Regions from separate parts of the Mus musculus genome. Here region 2 is linked to region 1. The links are chromatin contacts, called in public promoter capture Hi-C maps. All regions are on one chromosome and are shown on one strand. The core of a region is the stretch at or near the end of the contact, and the rest is flanking DNA. Distances in the headings are between cores, read along the strand shown. Region 1 holds the start of Rin3 (Ras and Rab interactor 3). Region 2 holds the start of Cox8c (cytochrome c oxidase subunit 8C).

Region 1 (6,928 bases), core at 2,341-4,840:
GGGACCCATTGTTCCAGCTGCATATGTAGCAGAGGATGTCCTCGTTGGTCATCAATGCAAACCATGGCAAGTCCTAACAGGGCCCTCAAGGGTGCTGAGATGCAAGATTAGAGAGAGTGGGAGAGTGCCACAGGCCCTCCTGGTCCCTTGTGCCTGCGTAGAAAAGAGTCTCTAGAGTAGATGGGCAGAGATTAGGATGGGACAAACAGCCAGACACACGAGTGGTGTTGGATCTGAATGCAATGTTCTGGTTGAGCTTCAGACTTATATTACAACGAATTATCAGAGGATACAAATCACAAAAAGACAAGATACACTGAAATTCACCAGTTACAGCAGAAAGGAATTTACAGGGACTAATTAAATGTTTACATTAGGGATAACAAGCCCTGCCTAGGATCAGCCTAATGCCAGGCAAGAATTTCACACTTTAAGGTTAAAAGCATCAGGGGGTTGTTAACTCTTGACAGGCCTTAAGAGTAATGCACTATCACAGAGCTCTAAATTCTTAGGTCTAATAAAACTTATCTTGTCTGGAGAGTTTCCCCTTATCAGGGTAGTATATCAACTTATACTTGACATGGAATGAAGCCTGTAGTAAAAGATTTCTATCTCAGTGAGACTTTTAGTCTCTATTTGTAAACTGCTGAGTAAAATGGCAAGTGCTTAATTGTTTACTGAATGGGTAAAGCTCCTTGCTGCTATCTGGAGTCTAAGAACACTGGGAAAAGGCTTTAGCTATGTTAGAATACAAATCTTAAAAGGCATTTACTATAAGGTAATACTATATAGAGTGCACGTGGATCCATACACTAGACTAAAGTGGATTTGGAAAATTAATTTTATGGGTTAGGGAAATAGCCAAAGATCCGGGAGTAAGTTTCCTTGAAACTTTTTCCTCATGAGAAAGCTTTTAGACTTTCATCTGTCAAGCTGACTCCACCGGAGTCCCTGGCAGGGGAGGGGTGGTTGGGAGTGGAAAAGGAAGAGGGTCTAGACAAGCAGACTGCACATCATCACGAACAGTGTCCACTCAGCCTTCTGGAATCTTGGCAGCCCCACCCCCAATCAGTTATCATCAAGAGTATCTCCATGGTGCACACCTAAGGAATTGTGCCTTTACAAAGCAAGTGAATGGTCAGCCTTCAGGAGGCCTCTGTTGGAATAGGAGAAAGGCCTGCGACTGTTCTGTGGAACTCAGGGTATTAGGGGGTTGTCTAGTGTCAGAGCTGCGCCCTGGAGAGGAGCCTATGGGGTCTGAAAGTGTAGGGTTACTCATATCAGCCTGAAGAACTGGCAAGTAGTAGGATGGTCCACTGACCTAGATCCAAGGACACCTAGGAGGAGCTTGTGGGCTTATTGGAGGAACCACAGCCAAAGATTTCTCCCTGAAGGGATGCTCTCTTCCTTCTCTCATCTGTGCTCATCTATTACAGATGAGCAATGGAATCTCTGAGAAAGCTGTACTGGCTGTTGCCTAAAGAGTCCTGGGACTGGATTTGAACACGTGACTGCCTTCTGTGCCCAGCTTTCAAGCAGAAAACTACAGGATTGTTGACAGAGATGATAGAGAGGTGACTGTGGCTCAGGGAAGAGCTAACCTCGGAGAAGAAATGCCTATAGGGCCTGGTAGTGCCCTGAGGGGATGGCTGGCAGCAATCTGAGTGCTCGGTGGGGAAGTTGTGTAGGTCAGAGTGGCTAAGGTTGCTCCCTGGAGACCACACTTTTTTGTGCCTTCCAAAAAGAAAAGCTAGTTTGATTGGGATGCAATTCAACAGCTTAAAGTGTATAATTTGATGGTTTTCAGACACAGCCACAAAGTTGTGCAATGAATACCACAGTCAATTTAAAAACATTTTCATCACCCCCAAAGAAACTCCATAGCCATTGCCAGTTGCTCCCCACTCCCCGACCCCACCCCACCCCACCCCACCTCTAGCGAACACTAGTTTACTGTTTGTCTCCGTGAAATTGCCTACTCTGAACACTTCATGCAAAAGGAATGTGTTTAACGACTGGCTTCTGTCACTTAGCATGCTTTCAAGACTCATCTGTGCAGAAGCACCATTGTTGGGGCCCCATTCTTTCTGTGGCTCAATAACAGTCCCTGACTGATGATCCCTGATCTTATTTACATATTCATCGATTGATGAATGCTTGGTTGCTCCCACATACTGGCTACTGTAAATTGTTTGTATTTCTTTTCTTTCTTTCTTTCTTCCTTCAACATAGGGCCTCTCAGACACATGCCAGGCAACCATTCTACCTCTGAACTCTAGCTCCAGCTCTGGATAACACAAATAAAGGCTGATATGAACAGTCATATATAAGGTTTTGCATGGACACACTATGATAGATAGCTTTAATTTGTCAACTTGACACAACCTAGAATCACTGAGAAGAAATTCTCAGTAAGGGATTGTCTGCATTTAGTTAGGCCTATGAGTATGCTGGTGAGGGACTGTCTTACTTAAGTTATTGGTGCGGGAAGACTCAACCCACTGTGGGCAGCACCATTCCCTATACAGGGTGCCCTGAACTATGTAAGAGTGGAGAAAGTGAGCTGATCACAAGCCAGGTAAACATGGTTACATTCATTTCTCTTTGCTCTGGATGTCATGTGACCAGCTTTTTGACATCCCCCCCCTCCCCCTGCCTTGACTTCCCCATAATGAACTGTAACCTGGAATTGAAAGCTGAAATAAGCCCCTTTGGGTACGTAGTTTCCCCTTCTGAGGAACTGCCAAGGCTGCTTCCCAAATCAGCTGGCCCATTTACCACTCCCAGCAGGAGACTGTTAACTAAGCCTTTCCTCTCACTTCCACAGGCTGATTTGGAGGAAATGCCAAAAGAGAAGTGGTTGTGAGGGTGTGTGGACACTCTAGCACTCCTGTGTAATCGTGGGTAGAGGCCAAGGATGTGGATGGAAGTTGGGTTACTCCTACAATGCACAATGCACAAGACAGTCCCAAGCACAAAACATTTAATCTGTCCCCAGCAGTCTAAATAATGCCCAGGCTGGGAATGAATTAAACAAGGTGATATCTTGAGGTCCGCTATTACCTGGTCTCACAGGCTTAGCTAGCTCAGGAGACATTTTTGAGTGTCTGGGCGCTTAAAAAAGGAGGCATTACGACTCGCGGTTGTTGTGTAAGCTAGCAAGTTTTCTCCTTTAGTCTCTCACTGGGTGCTGTACTCAGCACAGGTGCCTTAGATGTCAGGCTTCATGGACGATATCTGCTTTGTTAAACAGTGATCTTATCAACAGAGAAGGTATCAAGGAGAGACAGGATGGCCACCTGTCAGGGACGTGGAGGAGGTGCCCCGCCTTGGGGGCGGGAGTGGGTATGGGTCGTGGCTCCCCCGGGATGAAGGAGGTCCCATTTGGGCCGTGGGCCTCGTCACCTGCCAGCCCTGAGTGCCTTGCTATCCGGTGCCAACTTGGAGACTTTCCTGTGAGTTTCGCTCGCAGGCTCCGGGCGGCCACAGTCCGTGCTGTCCTCGACCCCGGCACCGCCCGCCGCCAGGCCCGGCCCTAGGGGCGCGGCCCGGCTTCCGCGCGCCCCAGGGGGCTCCCTGCTACGAGCAGCCACGGCCGAATGGCTTCTGACAAAAAACCCTTGACCACCAAGGCCGGCCTCTTCCTGCGAGCCCCGCGCGCTGCGATCCAGGAAGTGGAAGGCAGCGGCCCCGCGCTTCCCCACTGGGCGCGCGGCTGGCGGCGGCGCCCAGCCCGGCCCTCGGCGAGGGACAGCGCCAGCGCCACGCGGAGGTCGCTGCGTCCCCAATCGCCTGCCCCACGATGCGACGCGCCGAAGCGCCCTCGAGCGCCCACCCTGCCGGGTAAGTGGCAACCCGTGCCCGCCGCTCCCCAGGTGGCCCGCGTCCTGCCTCTTTTGCTCAGCTTGATCCCCGAGAGCCCTGGGTGCTCCGGATAGGGCTACGGGACGTCGTGGATGTCATGCTGAAATGAACACCCCCCACGAGCGTGCGGATCCCCCAGCAGGGACTAAGGGTGAAACTAGGTTCTGCAAGGAAAGGGGGCGGCCTTGGTGACTGCCGAACTTGGCCAAACTTTCAAATCCAGACTTTGTTAGCGGGGGGGGGGGGGGGGGGGGGGGGAAGCAGTGCACAATGTGCGGCTGGGAGGGTTTGGTGTGTTCGAGCCCGAGATGTCCGTGTAGCCATGGCTCTAGCCTAGGCTGAACTTTGGATGCAAGCACTCGCTGCCCTGGCCCAGCCAGCCCCATGCACCACGAAGCACCGCTGCTCTGCCTAAACCCCAGCTTGCGCCCTCAGGTTCTGGGACCGAGAGTGGGGGTGGGGGCGGGGGTGGGGAGTAGGGTGGTAGATAAGAAGCACCTACAACTTTAGGCAGGCCCATCCAGCAGCTAACTCTCTGCCTGGAGGATTGAGGCGCCACCAGATCCCATCTGCCACCCCACTGGATCGGCTGGGGACCTTTGGACTGGCCTTTGAAGAGCCTGGTGTGTGAGGAGGGTCTAGAGTGCTCGGGTGCAAATGATTGGCGGGATACCCAGACGCAGATGCAGTCTGAAGTGTGTGAAATTAAATGGCTTGGGAACAACCATTCGGAAGGGATTCCTACTTTTGTGCTCTTCCCTACCCCCCACCTCAAGACCTGGAACACTGCCCAGAGCTACACAAGGTTGGGAATGTCCTGTCATCCCGCCCAGCCCAGTCCTAAGAGAAGATCGGGAAGGGTGGGGTTTGAAGCTGCACCGAGTAGAAAGCGATTTCTGCGAAAGTCTTCTAGCACTTTCTGAGGTGCCATGGATGATGGACGAATCTGGGGTACCATACTTTTTGTATTTCCGTTTAAAAGTCCCGGGCCTGATCCCGGATGAATTCCCGTGGCTGCCTGTTTTAATTCTGTGACCTCATCTCTTTGAGCTTCCACTCTTTAGAACAGGAACGCTATCTGTACACATCTTGTACTCTCCAGGGTTTGGGAACAGTAGGGTGTAACTGGCCCCCATTCGGATAGGAGGGACTGGGATTGTCCTGGGGCGGGGGGTGGGGGGGTGGGGGGGGGCTTGGCTGCCTCCTTCCTCCTACCCCCAATCCCAGCTACAACCACAGCCCGGAAATTCTGTGTTGATGTTTCCCTTGGAAGTGATCTCTGTGGAGACAAATGTCATCTGCTGGGAAACTGGGAATTCCGATGCGGAAGGGGTCTCCTGGGAGCAAGTAACTGCTATACCCTGGGTGGGAAGGTAAAGCCGGCTAGAAAAGGAGGGTGAGGAATCAGGTTCTGATCTCATCTACTTCCCCATTTTCCCCAAGGATGGCCTGGCCTGACCCATTTCCTCCTGCCTTTCTTTGTTTACCTCTGTACCAGTGATTGATTTCATTGTGCCTCAGTTTACTAACAAGGATAGTCAGTAGTCACTGCTCTTCACAGGCTGTTTGGAGGGGACATCCTCAGCTGCTATTATGATTAGCATCACTGACATCTGTTGGGTGGGCCCCTTCCTTTTGCCAACTGGGTGATCTGTCTGCCTCATCTGAAACTCCAGAGTCCTATAACCCCTCCCTCACTGGGATTGAATTGGATGAATTCTAATGGCCTTGGTCCCTGCTCAGGGGCTGGTCCTTTTTAAGGTCTTTAAAACACCCTGCACCTGAGCCTCACACCTAAATACTCAGGGACCTCTTACCCCAAGTCACCCCTAGGCCCAGCTGCCACCAGGACTGGTCCTGAAAGCTTTTTGAGTCTATCCTTGCACCCTACTGGCCCAGAGCCCCCTTCTTTCTGGGGTGAGAGACATTCAGATAGCTGGGGACTGCTACCCCAAGCAGCCAGGAGAGTGCCCCTTGAGTTCTGAATCCTAGGATGCAAGCTCTGCTTCTTGTTTAAACGGCTGTCTGGGAAAAGAGATGCACATGGGTCGCTGGCTACACTGGTAGCAGCCACATTTTTTTCCACCCACTGTGCTAAGCTCCACCATTCATTTAAGACTGTTAATAACTCCTAAAGCAGTCTCTGCCCACTGGCTAGTGTTCTCGGGGGACATAAATTGAGCAGGAGGCATGAGGAACCCTCCGAGCATTCTAGGTATGTGCTCAGAAGAGGTCACTGGGAAGAGAGGACATTCAGCAGAGGTTTAGAAAATCTAGAACATTCTAAGGGGTGGGGCAGTGTGGTTAGCGGGAGCCAGTGCTGCAGAAAGCAAGGGCTTGCAGGGGTTGGGAGGTCTATGGCGAGTGCACAGGGCCCAGCAGAGGTTTTCATAGAGGGTGATAGACTGTAGGTGGACAGACAGTAGTTGGGGAGGGGCATGATAGCCTGGAAGCCAGGCATAGCCAGGATGGACACTTGAGGCAAGAGAAGTTAGGATGGCAGACTGTGTTGGTGGATCAGTGTTAGACAAATAGAGTTGAGGGAAAGGGACATTGCAGGAGAGACTGAGATGATAGAGGGCTACCCCCCTGGGCTCAGACACCCGACTGTGTGGAGTCCTGGGCGAGTGGGTCATGCTATCCCTCAGTCTGTGAGAGCTGGAAGTTTCCAAGCCTCAGGGGAGATCTGGCAGCCACCGGACACCTCCCCGCTCTGGCAAGCACACCCAGTGCATTTTCCTAGGTTTGCTACATTGAGGGTTTACTTAAGATTGCGTTTGTAAAAGGATTCCACTCTTGGAACAAATGTGCCTGACCCAATCTATATTCCATGTAACCACGAGGCAACAGAGATCCTAAAAGAGGAAGGTGGACTTGGGTCTCCTGAGCCTCTGATCTGGCATGGTACAGGTTCTACAGAGGTGTCCTTAGTCTCTCTAGGCTCTGAGACTGGGAGGTCTTCCAGGCTAAGGTGCATAGAGCAGGGCCTCAGCTCCTACAGGTCTGCTGCTATCTCTGACTTCTTGGCTTCCAGGGTCTCTTGTTCTCAGGTAGTCTTGACTGG
Region 2 (6,978 bases), core at 3,197-5,696, 620 kb after region 1:
GAGTATTCTCTACTTTAAGACTAGCCAGTCTTGTTAGAGATGGTGGCACATTCCTTTAACCCCAGCTTCTGCTAGCTCAGGCAATAAGGTAGGTGTGAACACTATAGATGGAGACTATGTGTCAAAAGAAAAATAAAAGTTCTTGTTTGGTATATATCCTACATGAGATCCACATAGGCCAGTTAACGCTGCTTTCTAGAGCTGGGAGAACAGAATTGGCTCTATTTATTAGCCACCCCGTCTATGATCTATTGGTATAACACACCAATAGAAAATAACCTGAGTAGTTCACCTTATTCATAGCCATGAATGGACAGCCAAGAACCATAAATAGCTGGAGAAAGCCCGCAGAGCCAAAAGGAACCGAGTTCACCCTAGGGGAGACATAATCACAAAATTGAACAGAGGAGAATATTTAAACTTTAAATTAATATCCAGAGGGAAATTGGAGGCAATGGTGCATCTGTAAAATTCTAACAGATAACTCTTAAAAAAAAACGCAAAAGAAAAGAACTTTAAAGATGTAAACCCAGGCAAGCACTCTGCTACTAAGGTATGTATAATCTTAAGATGAAAAATTCAACAGGAAGGACTAGAGGAAACAGCCATGGAAATTCTGCAAAGTGCCGAAAAAGGGAAGAAAAATGAACAGTGAGAGAATAATTAAAAACCACAGATGACTCACCAAAAAGAGCCAAGAATCTATTTAATAGGAATCTTAGATTAAGAGCAGAAAAGCAGACAACCATCTCTTGGAGTTAAAGTAAGATTCAGCTTAAAATGCCTGATCTATTGCTAATTTATATGAATGAAAAAAACATATATGTATCCAATTTCTGGAGAAATCTCACAAGTCTAAAGAAAAGCAAACTCTAAAAAGGAGAAAATAGGAGTTACATCAAATAATGACAATACATTATATGGTGGTCTGAATGAAAATGCCCCCTATTGGCTCACAGGGAGCTGCACTATTAGAAGGTGTGGCCTTGCTGGAGTAGGCATGTCACCAGCAGTGAGCTTTGAGGTTTTAGATGCTCAAGCCAGGCCCCGTGTCTCACTCCTGTCCTGCTGGTTTTGATCTGGATGTAGAAATCTCAGCTACTTCTCCAGTACCATATCAGCCTGCATCCTGCCGTGCTTCCATCTGTGATGATAAGGGACTAAACCTTTGAATTGTAAACAAGCTTCAATTAAATGTTTTCCATTATAAGAGTTGCTATGGTCATGGTGTCTATCACAGCAATAAAACACTGACTAAATACATTAAATTGGCTTATTAGTTGTTAGGAAAACCAAAGAATAATGACTTTAAAAAATCATGGAGTGAAGACATGGCCTAATGGTTACAAGCACACATTGCTCTTTCAGAAGACCAGTTTGGTTCCTAGCATCCATTTGGGGAATGGGATGGGGAGTCACAACCTCCTATAAATCCAGCTCAGTGGGCCCAGTGCCCTCTACTGGCTTCTGCTAGTAAACACACACACACACACACACACACACACACACACACACACACAGATTCATAAAAAAGAAGAAATGTTTTAAAATCAGAAACTCCCAAGGTATAATGATTTTAAATTGAGAATTCTTATAAGCCCACTATATCAGAAACATAGATGAACTTGCTTGTGTTTTTCTACGATGTCAGAATTTATTGTTTAACAAATAAATTCACATAGTGTCTTAGTTAGGGTTTCATTGCTGTGAACAGACACCATGACCAAGGCAAGTCTTATAAAGGGCAACATTTAATCGGGGCTGGCTTACAGTTTCAGAGGTTCAGTCCATTATCATCACAGCTGTAAGCTTGTCAGTCTGCAGGCAGACACAGTGCTGGAGGAGCCAAGAGTTCTACATCTTGATCCAAAGGCAGATAGAAGAAGATTCTCTTCTGCAGGCAGCTAGGAGAAGGGTCTTTCCACACTGGGTGGAGCTTGAGCATAGCACCTCAAAGTCGACCCCCACAATGACATACTTTCTCCAACAAGGCCACACTTCCTCCAATAAGGCCACATCTCCTAATAGTGTCATTCTCTATGGCCAAACATTTAAACCACCACACACAATATGGTGGCCTCATTGGGAGCAATTTGCCAGATGCCCCCTGTTTTCCTTGATAGCCTAGGCCCAGGTAAATACACATTCTTTTATCCCAACCTCAATTATTAATATTAACTCTCATATCACACGTTACATACCATACAGTAAGTCATCAAGTCATCACCTGTGTATCTATGTATGTATGAATGTATGTATGTATGTATGTATGTATGAATGTATGTATGTATGTATGTATGTATCTACATTACAGAACGACTACAAAGGGTTAATAGTTCAAGAGTTTTCACTGACAGAAATGCAAGAATTCCCCCACACTTACATGTGTGTGTGTGTGTGTGTATGTGTGTGCACGAGTGCTCACATGAACATGCACATGGGAAGGGGTTGGAAGGTGTACCTAACCAAACCAACCTGGAGAAGCTGTTGTGGCTGAAGGGTCAACGTGAGCTATAGAGTTGGGTTCAGCTACAGAGATGAAAGGGCAGAATCAGATCCAGATAAACGAATGGCTGAAGGGAACCTTGGAGGAATGATAGAGGGCAATTTAAGTAGGCCTTATCAACAGTGGAAACCAAGTCCAGTTGATGTCTCTTCTTGTCCCTTCCTTGCCACATACTGGTGGTCACATGACAGGTTGGGAGAGCTATCACTCTCTCAGTACAAGTTGTTGACCTCTTTATGAGGTCTAGATGAGGGACTAACAGCCCGTCATTGCCCTGCTGAGTCCAGTACGTCATTTGGCCTGGTTTTCCTGATATTTATTTATTTATTTATTTATTTATTTATTTATTTATTTATTATTTACTTATTATTTATTTATTTATTTAATGTATGTGAGTACACTGTTACTGTCTTCAGACATACCAGAAGAGGGCATCAGATCTGTGTACAGGTGGTTGTGAGCCACCATGTGGTTGTTGGGATTTGAACTCTGGACCTCTGGAAGAGCAGTGAGTGCTCTTAACTGCTGAGCCATCTCTCTAGCCCCTGATATGATTTTAGTATATCCATGTGCCTTACAGTTTCAACCCACTCCTAAAAAAAATGTATAGAGCAGCACAATACACTTTCTACTCCCCAAACAAGGCACTTATTATCTCAAAGGTTATTTATACAATAGGCTTGCAAAAGAAATATTTATGATATTAAATTTCAAAACTTATAATAATCTATTCTATTTTTCTATTGATGAATACAAATTTAGTTGTTGGTGATTTCTCATCTTCTCTTCTGGGCCCAGATTCTCTGTACCGTGAATCTTTTTAACATCATCATCATCCTATAAAATTTCTTTCTTTCTTTCTTTCTCTCTCTCTCTCTCTCTCTCTCTCTCTCTCTCTCCCTCCCTTCCTTCCTTCCTTCCTTCTTTCTTTCTTTCTTTCTTTCTTTCTTTCTTTCTTTCTTTCTTTCTTTTTAATGTTTTTTTTTTGAGACAGGGTTTCTCTGTGTCCTGGAACTTGCTCTGTAGATCAGGCTAGCCTCTAACTCATTGATCTACCTGCCTCTGCCTTGGGATTGAAGGCGTGCACTATCACTCCTCAGGTTAAAAACCTGATCTTAGTCTTGTCTCTCTTTTCTCTTTTAGTTCCTTTGTTGCCTTCCCTCCCTCATCCCTTCTCACCCCCTCCTTTCTTTCTCACACAGCTCAGGCTGGCCTCCTGCTCTAACCTTAGCCTAGCATGCAGGGCCTTGACCTCCCAACCCCCTGCTTCCAAACTAATGCTGGAATTACAGATGTGGTCCACCATGCATGGCTTTTCTCTGTTCGTTTGTTTTCATTGTTAAGAATTAGTTTACAGGTAGGGAAGAAGAGTTATCAGCAAGTAAAGCAAGGCTAAAATAGACGCACATTTACTTTGCTCTGGTTTGTGAAAGGATGAGCTATAATGGTTTTAGTTCATTTACTGATGTAGTATGCATGGAGCCCGGAGTTAAAGCGTCAGGATCACAAAAACTAATAGAAAAGGAAGTTAAAAAAAAAATACCAGGAACACGATCTATGGAAATTTTAATTTATATTCTAGAGCAGTGTAAAAATGGTATGATATCTGCTATTGACTAAAAGCAACGGAATACTGAGCAATAGCTATAGATGTTGGCAGCCAATGGTCCCTCACCTTGTGTTAGGAGAAGAAAATCAGAAAATCCTGAGTGTGGCTTTGGGACTGAATAGGTTTGGCAAAGAGTTTGGGAGAGGGCAGGAAGCTGGACTTGTGAGGACATAGGTGGGAAGAAGGTAGAGAGTGGCAGGGCCAAAACACATACAGCGGAGAAGCAGGGTCGGGTAAGAGCTCAAATTCCATGCAAAGGGCTTGAGTGGATGGTGCGCATGCTCAAACCAGCTGCCCGCCCTTTCCTCGCGCACACTTTACCAACGGCCTTTGACTCCGACACTGGTGGTCTCCGGTTTGCTCTGTCTCAGTGGCCCTTTTCTGACCTGCGATGTCTCGCCTGCTGCTACTCTGCTCTTCGCTCCTCCGCCACCGTGCAGTCCTGTTCTCGAAGCCTGGCCACCCAGGCCGCCTCAGCCACTCAGAAAGCCCACAAAAAAAAATCCTGTCGCCCACGGTGAGGTAGAACCCACTTAACGGTCCAAATGGGTGTGGAGGGGGGAGTGTGTGGTGTGTGTGTGTGGTTGTGTGTGTGGTTGTGTGTGTTGGCAGCTTCAGTTGTGGGGTCACTTTGGATGGCGGTTCAGGGCGAGGATGAGAGTCCCAAGTAGGACCTGGCTCTCCATTATGGAGGCACAGGGTCCTCGGTTCACTCCAGGGTAATCTACCTGCCTGGTGGCCAAGACATAGCATTTTCTCTAAAAACTGGTGGAGAGACGCTAGACATAGTTGAGCTTCCAGAATCCAGAGGTCAGAAACCGGCAACTATTGAAAAAAAATGAGTTTTTGAAAATTCAGTTGAATACAAATGGAACACGTTGCAGGACCCAAGACTTTTTTTTTTTTTTTTGGTCATATGACAAATTTCACAGCATACTTTTGTGGATGTGTGCACTAAAGTGCAGGTATCTGAAGAGGCCAGAGGTGTTGGATCTGGAGCTAGAGTTGACTATGTCCTGCCTGATGTGGATTCTGGCAACCAAATTTAGGTTCTCTGCAAGAGTGGTATAAAGTTTTAGCAGATGAGCCATTTCTCCGACCTCTGAGAAAGATCTTTAGCTGGGTGTATAAGGAAGGGGAAACACCCAGAGTTTTGTGCATAAAAGCCCACAAAGTCGGTGTTCTGCTGCCAACCTCCACGCCTCTGCCCATAAGCCGTTTTACTAGGCAGTGGGCCATACTCATTAATATTCCTTTTCTTCTTTTCCAGGAATCAGCTGTTGGGATTGTCGTGTTTTTTACGACCTTTTACATCCCAGCTGCATATGTGCTAAGCAGTCTGAAGTATTTCAAAGGAGAGTAGATACAGGATGTCCAGGAGCAGCACGGCATGGCTCCTTTAAATGGGAAAAAGTGCCTGTTTGAACCTCCTCTGACGAGTTAGTCCTATAACTGTCTGTGATGTTCTACACTTCGGTTTGTTTTTGGACTGTGCATCATATGGACGACGAACATAATCTGCTTAAGTGTTAAATAAAATGGAAACACTTGTTTGTGCTTAGTATTGCTTTCTTTTTTACTTATTTTGTTTTGGCTTGAAATGCTAGGTAGCCAACCCAAGTGCTCGTGCGTGGGAGACACTCTACCACTGAGCCACAACCCCGGCAATTGTCTTCTGAATATTATTAAAGCTGACAAAAATTTATTAAAATTACAGTGAGAAAATTTATAAAAATTACAGTGAGAAAAAAATCAATGAGGATTGTTATGAAAGGTTGCATCAAAAGTTTTGTGGATGTTGAGTACGTGAATCTAATAACCTCAACTGTGAAAGATTAAACAGGCTTTGAGGCCATGGCGGTTTGAATGAAATGAGCCCCCACAGCCTCAGAGGGAACGGTACTATTAGGAGGTGTGACCTTGTTGGAGGAAGTGTGTCACTGGGGGGTGGGCCTTGAGGTTTCCAGTGCTCTGTCACTCTTTCTTTGCTGTCTGCCTAATAGAGGCAGAACTCTCAGCTACCTGTCCAGTACCACGCCTGCCATGCTTCCTGCCATGATGACAATGGACTGAACCTCTGAACTGTAAGCCAGCCCCAGTTAAATGTTTCCTGTATAAGAATCGCCATGGTCACAGTATCTCTTCAAACCAAGATAAGGGTATTATACATTTAGCTATGTTTTTCATGTTTTGCTGGTCCCATTTTTGCTGTGAGAAGATTGTGTGTGTGTGTGTGTGTGTGTGTGTGTGTGCGTGTGTTCTGGGAATGAAGCCCATGGCCTCTCTGTGTGCTCCAGCCCTGAATTTCAGTTCTGTAATGATTCATCTTTTCAAGGCTTGTTTACTACCTTCATGTAGTCACTCTCTTAATTTCTAATTTTGTTATTCTTAATTATCTTTCAAGTTTGGCACATTAGATGTATACACAGCCGTATTCATCATTTTTATTATTGCTGTAACCAAATCCCGACAGAAGCATGGTAAAAAGGGAAAGACTTACTTTGGCCCAGTGGTATCCATCGTGCTTTGGGGATAGTGTGGCAAGGCAGAGCAGAGCATTCCACAGTCATGGTGGCCAGGAAACAGAAGGGTGCCGCTGAAAGTTGGGAGAACATAACCTCAAGGCGCTCAGCCAGTACCTCCTCCAACGAGGCCCCAACTTCATCTCCCAGTGATTTCCTTTACTACGAATCCATCAAGGGATTAAACCACTGACAGATTGGTGCCTTCAGTCCCTTCACGGAAGCCCATCAACATGAGGTTATCGAGGGGGGACGTTTCATATTCCAACTAAAAATACCTTGTATTTTTTTATTTTACAAGTGATGTATTTGTGTGTCATGATGTAGCAGTCAGAGAACAA

Evidence for each region. Promoter capture Hi-C pulls out the DNA fragments that hold promoters and counts their contacts.
Region 2: a contact with region 1 is called in a promoter capture Hi-C map of stem cell-derived epiblast-like cells, with 2.5 times the contacts expected there. The contact joins the promoter of Cox8c here to the promoter of Rin3 in region 1. A contact is called at or near these places in 2 of 39 promoter capture datasets (pre-B cells and stem cell-derived epiblast-like cells).

Annotation. Positions count from the first base shown.
Region 1 is chr12:102,279,484-102,286,411 of GRCm38.p6, forward strand. It overlaps Rin3 (Ras and Rab interactor 3), which reads left to right and starts at 3,591. Exons shown (of 10, transcript NM_177620.4): 1 at 3,591-3,843. The coding sequence starts at 3,803.
Region 2 is chr12:102,894,860-102,901,837 of GRCm38.p6, forward strand. Cox8c (cytochrome c oxidase subunit 8C) reads left to right here and starts at 4,447. Exons shown (of 2, transcript NM_001039049.1): 1 at 4,447-4,632; 2 at 5,386-5,675. The coding sequence starts at 4,507. The coding sequence ends at 5,478.